2 separate regions of the Mus musculus genome follow, and region 1 is linked to region 2. Evidence: chromatin contacts called from public HiChIP or PLAC-seq data. All regions are on one chromosome and are shown on one strand. Each heading gives the region's core, a stretch centred on a gene start, on an enhancer-like site or on the middle of the called end of the contact. The rest is flanking DNA. Distances are from core to core; before and after follow the strand shown.

Evidence for each region. HiChIP or PLAC-seq counts read pairs in DNA pulled down with a chosen protein or histone mark.
Region 1: a contact with region 2 is called in a BATF HiChIP or PLAC-seq map of CD8 T cells, with 6 read pairs. The contact joins two enhancer-like sites. A contact is called at or near these places in 1 of 115 datasets of contacts at active chromatin or transcription factors (CD8 T cells) and 2 of 9 other capture datasets (adipose tissue and liver).

Annotation. Positions count from the first base shown.
Region 1 is chr5:72,830,686-72,833,693 of GRCm38.p6, reverse strand. All of the region lies in intron 1 of Tec (tec protein tyrosine kinase), which reads left to right. Among named protein-coding and RNA genes, the nearest start is that of Tec, 36 kb to the left of the region's middle. Within about 2 kb of position 1,438, at least 29 of the 459 cell types and tissues checked have an H3K27ac peak or open chromatin away from gene starts, as enhancers often do. A contact at or near this core is called in CD8 T cells, where this site is marked.
Region 2 is chr5:72,634,571-72,637,901 of GRCm38.p6, reverse strand. The region is part of intron 1 of Cnga1 (cyclic nucleotide gated channel alpha 1); the gene reads left to right. Among named protein-coding and RNA genes, the nearest start is that of Cnga1, 6.5 kb to the left of the region's middle. Within about 2 kb of position 1,636, at least 61 of the 459 cell types and tissues checked have an H3K27ac peak or open chromatin away from gene starts, as enhancers often do. A contact at or near this core is called in CD8 T cells, where this site is marked.

The DNA.
Region 1 (3,008 bases), core at 189-2,688, 200 kb before region 2:
ACACCACCAAGGAATATATTACTCCTCCCCAGTAACTGTTAACTGCCCATAGGTCCTCAGGGGGGAGTGAGGCCTAGTGGTCCCCATCTGTGCTGGAGTGTCGATGGACCCCCATCAGTCCTTGCACGTCTTTTGCGGGTCTTGCGCAGATGCCCACTGCTGCTGAGTTCTTGGCTGTGCCATGTCCAGGTGACAGAGCTTTACAGTGCTCCTACCCATCCTCTGCTCCTTATATTTTTCCTGTTCCCTCTCCCTCCGTGCTCCTGAGTCTGGCAGGGGCTGTCCTAGATGCTTTACTCGAGGCTGAGACTTAACAGCCACTTCTCTGCCCTTTGCTAGTGACGAGTCTGCTAGTTGCCCGCTGCCAACAGAAGCTTCTTTGGCCAATGGAGAGAGCAGCACTAACTGACGTGTAGTGTCTAAAATCAGATAGACGTTGCTTCTTCTCCTGCCTTTTGCCTGCCTTCTGGATGGGCTGCCCGAGGAGCCCTTGATCGTTAAAGCTTACTCTTTTCAGGCAGTCTTTCATGATCAATGAGGTTCTAAGATCTGTTCGCTGCAACTGCCAGATTGTGAAACTGAAGCATTCATCTTGACTGCAGATTGTGCAACACTGGACAGAGAATATAACTTTGGTGGCTTGAGTTTTTCACTACTGAGATGGTGACATTATTTCTTAGTTATCTGCCTCAGGACATATATATGTTCAAAGTCCAATAATGTCTGTTTTAAGCTTTAAATAGGCGCCGAGGTAAAGGGTAAAGTTATCTTTAGCTCCAGTGTGACATAGAAAAGGGGCACTTCATTTGGCAGTTATTATACAAAGACACTATTGGCAGTCAGGTGTGGTGGCATATGCCCACAAACCCAGCGTTTAGGTGGCAGAGGCAGGAAAACCACAAGTTCCAGGCCAGCCTGGGCAACATAATGACAGTTTTTCTGTCCCCCAGAGAAACTAAGAAAGTTTTAACCCAGAGTCTTATAATGTCTGAGAGATGGATCTGGAATATTTGAGGATACTCTTACTTTCAACAACCCCCCCCCCAATACAAACTGTGATATTCCTGTCTTTCAAAGGCTATCATCCACAGCAGTGAGCAGATCAGAGGCGATCAACCCTTTACATGGAAAATCAACGTGCTTGGGTCCGTATTCAAAGAAGATGGCTCCCTTTAGTTTTGGAGATCGGAAGGTTCCTTTTCAGTCATAGGTTGTATCCTCTGAAGATGAACAGTTGCTTTCAATAATATTCTTAAATGAAGCTGCTCAGAGAAGCACACAGCTCAGCTCCCTAGCGTTCCCTTTCCCTCTGCCTTCCTTTCCTGGATAGTGCAGTGAGTGGGATTGGTGCTAAAGCTGCAGCTTGGAATGACACGACGCATCTGAGGGCTCAGTAGTCTGGACTGTGTCAATATAGAGCAAAATAGAAAACAAAACCAAACAAACCCCAAAACTATGCCAGGTGTGGTGCTATGAGCCTGTACTGCCAGTCACACAGGCTGAGTTAGGAGATTCTCTGGAGGCCTGGGAGTTCAAGACTAGCCTAGGCACCATAGAGGGAACTTATATCACAAAGCAGGTAAAACCTGCTTAACTTTAATCACGATGCTTGTAATTCTAATGTCTTTTCTGTGAAAAGGGCCATTCTTCTGTGGTCTGCCCAGCCTTCTGGATTACACAGGTACCTTTGGAAGGTCACTGGGGCGACCTTTCAGGACACGGATGAGTGTTTCTGGGGAAACCCGTCTTCAGCTTCCTTCCTTGTGTTGATGTAGGTTCCATAGTATTTGATAGGTAGGGATATCACAGGTTGTATTTTGGTGTTTTTGTAGCTTCTTTTTTGCATCCGCAGTGAGATGATCTGCCTTTGGCTTTAATAGTTTAGGGAAGAAGAGAGCCAGCTCATTTGTTACTCCATTTTCTCTAGAGTTTCTGACTGTTAGAGATGATCATTTTTATTTTGTCAAACGTTTTAGGACTGGTATCTTTTTACAACAAAAATCATGGGAAGCTGTGATTTTGATGGGGTTTCTGTTCTAGGATCCCACAGACCAGACTAAGAAAATCAAAATGGAGTCACTTGTGCTACAGCGCCACATAATGAACACACAGACTGAGTGCGAGCTTTCAGACCCCTAAGGTGGCTAGTTCTCCATGAAAACAGATCTTAGTCTGAGGAAGAGTCCTCTTTGCTTTAAATCTTATCTAAAAAATTCATCAGAACAAGTGAGATCTCAGGTCACAGTTTAAAATCTATTGATTGGCTTCCATGTCTCATGGTCCTAAGGTCATTGTTCTGTCAATTTTCAAGGGTGTTCTTATTCTATTTTACTATTTTACTATTTTCAAAGAGTAGACTTTGCCCCATTTATCATTTTCACAGAAAAGCCAAGCTTATCTGTGCAATCTTGATGTAATTTTATCTCTTGATAATCTCTACGTAGCACCTTGCATGTATCACTTGATATTTCAAATTTAGGTTCTATTTTACTTCCTCTTCCACCTCGTTGGTCACTCCTGAAGAGAATGTGGCTCTCTTGCACAACCTACCCTCCCACACACACAGAAAAACACTTCCTGCCCCCCAAAAACATTTATAATAATAGCAAGATTATTACTTATTTATATTATTTTGATGCTATAGATTCTGTTTAGATAGCCAGGTCAGGATATAATATGGTTGCTTTCGTATGGCTTTTCTGTATGGTTTTTATTTTCCTTGGAATTAATTACTTTCATTTCTTATATCAATAATGTTTAGCTAATTTATTATGAGCTGCCCCAGGTATTCAGTTTTATCTTCTACAAGAGCTCTTCCCAGGAACCTTCTAACTTGATCTTTTGAAGAGGTTGGCCACTTGGCTTGCTGCTGCCTGTCATTTATCTTGGAATTTCCCTTCATTATGATGGGAGATTGGAATGTCTTTTGCCTTTTTGTTTTTCTTTTTAAAAACACTTTTCTTTGGTTCTTTGTGAATTTCATCATGCACCCCAGTCCCCTCATCTCC
Region 2 (3,331 bases), core at 387-2,886:
TCGAGCCAACCTGTCTTCCTTTTAATTAATCACAACCTCAAAGGCTCTGTCTTCCAGTTCGTGGGTACCAGGGGTCAGTGCTTCCATAGAGGAAATGTAAAAGTATACTGCTATTCACTTCCTGAAAGCACTCATGAAGATATGGAAGCCCAGGATGGTACACAGGCTTGTAATCCCAGCACTTGTGACACTGAGGCGGGAAGATTGCCACAATTCAAGGCCAGCCTGGGCTTCATGGTAAGTTCCAGTCTGGCCTGGGCTACAGAGTGAAACCCTGATTCAAAACTGCGCACACACATACACAACACACAAAGGGCAGAGGGAGAGGGAGGGGGAGGGGGAGGGGGAGGGGGAGGGGGAGGGGGAGGGGGAGGGGGAGGGAGAGGGAGAGGGAGAGGGAGAGGGAGAGGGAGAGGGAGAGGGAGAGGGAGAGGGAGAGGGAGAGGGAGAGGGAGAGGGAGAGGGAGAGGGAGAGGGAGGAGAGCAGGGTGGTGAGAGCGAGAGAGAAAGCAGGGGGCAGGGAAGGGTGTAAGGGAGAGACACTGGGCCTTTTCCTCATTAGCTACCTTTTTTTAATTTTGGTTTTGCTCCATGCTGTTTCCTCTTCCAAAAATGTCATTGCCTTTATTGGGCACCAAACTCCTGAATTTGGGGTGATTTTTGTGATTCTCCCGACATTAATAGTACCGGCCTATTACATGCTATACTGTCGGATTTGGTTTTTCTTTCTTTCTTTAAAAAGATTATTGTTGGGGCTGGAGAAATGGCTCAGAGGTTAAGAACACTGACTGCTCTTCCAAAGGTCGTGAGTTCAAACCCCAGCAACCACACGGTGGCTCACAATCATCTGTAATGGGATCAGACACCTTCTTCTGATGTGTCTGAAGACAGCTACAGTGTGCTTACATAAAATAATAAATAAATCTTAAAAAGAAGAGCACAGTAAAAAAAGTTTATTGTTATTAATATGTGTATGGTGTGGACTGTGTTCTCTCCTCCCACCTTTAAGTGGGTCCTGGAGACTGAACGTAGGGAGTCAGGCTTAGTAGCAAGTGCGTTGACCTCTGCGCTACCCCACTGGCCCTCCCACTTCCTCTCTTTTCTCCCTTTCACTACACAGTGTTATACAGTGTTGCTTTGAGACAGCAAATAGTCAAGGAAAGCCAAGAAGGAAAAACCAACCAACCAAACAAACAAAAACCACACCAACCAACCAACCAGCCAAAACAACCAAACCAAAACCAACCCAAAAGCTGCTAAGGAGGTACAGGTTAGGTTCTATACCATCTGCAGGTTATTTTCAACAAAATTACAAATATTTCAAACACGATCCTTTGGGGATAAGTATAGACTTACACAAGAAGGCAAACTGTTACACACAGTGTTGACTACTTACTGTGATGGATAAAATCTGCAATTAGTGTCCAGGGGACTTCCTGTGCTTCATGTACTTAGGGTTCTAAGTGCCTGACTGAAGTGTTGACTTGGCTTTATTACTAATATAAAATGGGATCGTGATAAAGGAAGGGAAAGAAAGCAAACTCCCCACTCTGGGGAACTTTACAGAATGCTGAGATAACGGGCCATTTGCCTGTGCACATAGACATGTGTGTGTAACAGGAAGTGGGCACCTGGGGCTTGCCTCTGTTTTTCAGCTGCTACAATAACCACAGACTGAGTTATTTGTAAGCAGTGGAAACGTGGCCTCTTGACTGTGGAGGTCAAGGAGCAAATCTTGGAGGTTCTGGATCCTTTCCCTTTTTGTGGAGGTGGAGCAGGGAGACGGTCTCCAGGCGTGGTGTCGTCTGTGTGTTTACTCGTGCTCAGAAAAACATACTGATTTTGAAGAAAACCTTTTTGGTGATGCAAGATCTGGTGACACTCCAGGGCCATAGTTTATATGCTATGGTTTAGATATCGGGTACCCTTCAAGGCCCATGTATCGAAGGACAGAACTCATGGGTGAGACTGGTGGAAGATAGTGGAACATTTAAGAAATGAGGCTTAGTGGGGAGGTTTGAGGTCACTGGAGTGTTCGTGAAGGAAACGATCAATTCTGACTGCTTTTCTATGGTTCTTGGCCCGAGGTGAGTAATTTTTCAGGGCTGTGAGCTTCTGGATTTTACCATCTGCTCTTCTCACCAGAGAACTCAAAGCGATAGCTCAGCCTGGTCATGAGTCAAAGCAAACCTTTTCTCCTATAAGTTGATTGTCTCAGGTATTATTTGTTATAGTAACAAAAGGATGACTAACGCGTTTTATATAAAAACACACCAAATATTAAAATGTACTATGATTACTTTCTCTGATACTTCATAGTTGTGTAAGTTTGTTTTTATTATATAATGCTGGCTTAAAAGGACCTTGGGGAGACAAACTCTTATGATTTTGCTAAATATTGCTCTTGGCTGAGATTTTTGCGTTGAGGTGGATACTTTATACCTTTTCTGTGGACTGTGAAGGTTGTGATAATGACCATGATAATAATTCACTTGGTAAAAACTGTTTCTTCCAAAGAAAGCATTGAGGGTTTCTTCCTACGGTGATAAGACTGGGCTTAGCGAGTTGGCAACCCATCTGTTTTTGAGAGGCATACATACAACCGTGTTGTGTCCGCGCTGGAACGATTCTTCACGGGATTTACAGCTTGCTTCTGCTACTGGGATGATATCCGTTATTTCTTTCTTACTCCCCTTGGCAGTTTTGACTCCCCAGAGTGCTGAGTCAGGGGGAGGAGCAGAGGGTTATTTTCGCTATGCCAGCCTTTCATTTTGAGGCAGGGACTCACTTTCTAGGCCAGGCTGGCTTTGGATCCACTTGTCACTCTTCTGCCCCAGCCTCCTGCATGCTAGGAGTATAGGTGTGGGCCACTGCCCCTGGCTTAGCATAGTCTGTGTGTTTATCTCAGTCTCTGAACTTGGATCTCAGAAAAGGAGGAGCCCAGAGGTCGAGGTCGGAAAGATCTAAGTTGAGGCTTCATAGTAATTTTCTGAAGCCGGTGGTTAGAGACCACATCCTTGATAAGGAGGTGATGACTGTTTCAGGTCGTGCCTTCCTCCCTGCCGTAGAGCAGGCAAAACCTGCTCTGGTTCTAGACGGTAACAACATCTTGATGTTGCTGCAGTAAGAAACAGCCCTGCCATTAAATACCGAGAAGGGCAAGACAGGAAACCATGCCTGGTTGGCTGTTGGGTATTTATTCTGCCAGGACACATTCTTTTCTCAGTGGACCTTCACTCTCTTCGGCCAACAGATAGCTCTTGCATTAGTAAAAATAAAAACGTTATTTTGAGTGAAAGTGCAGGGTTGGAAGGGCTGCTCAGAGGTGAAG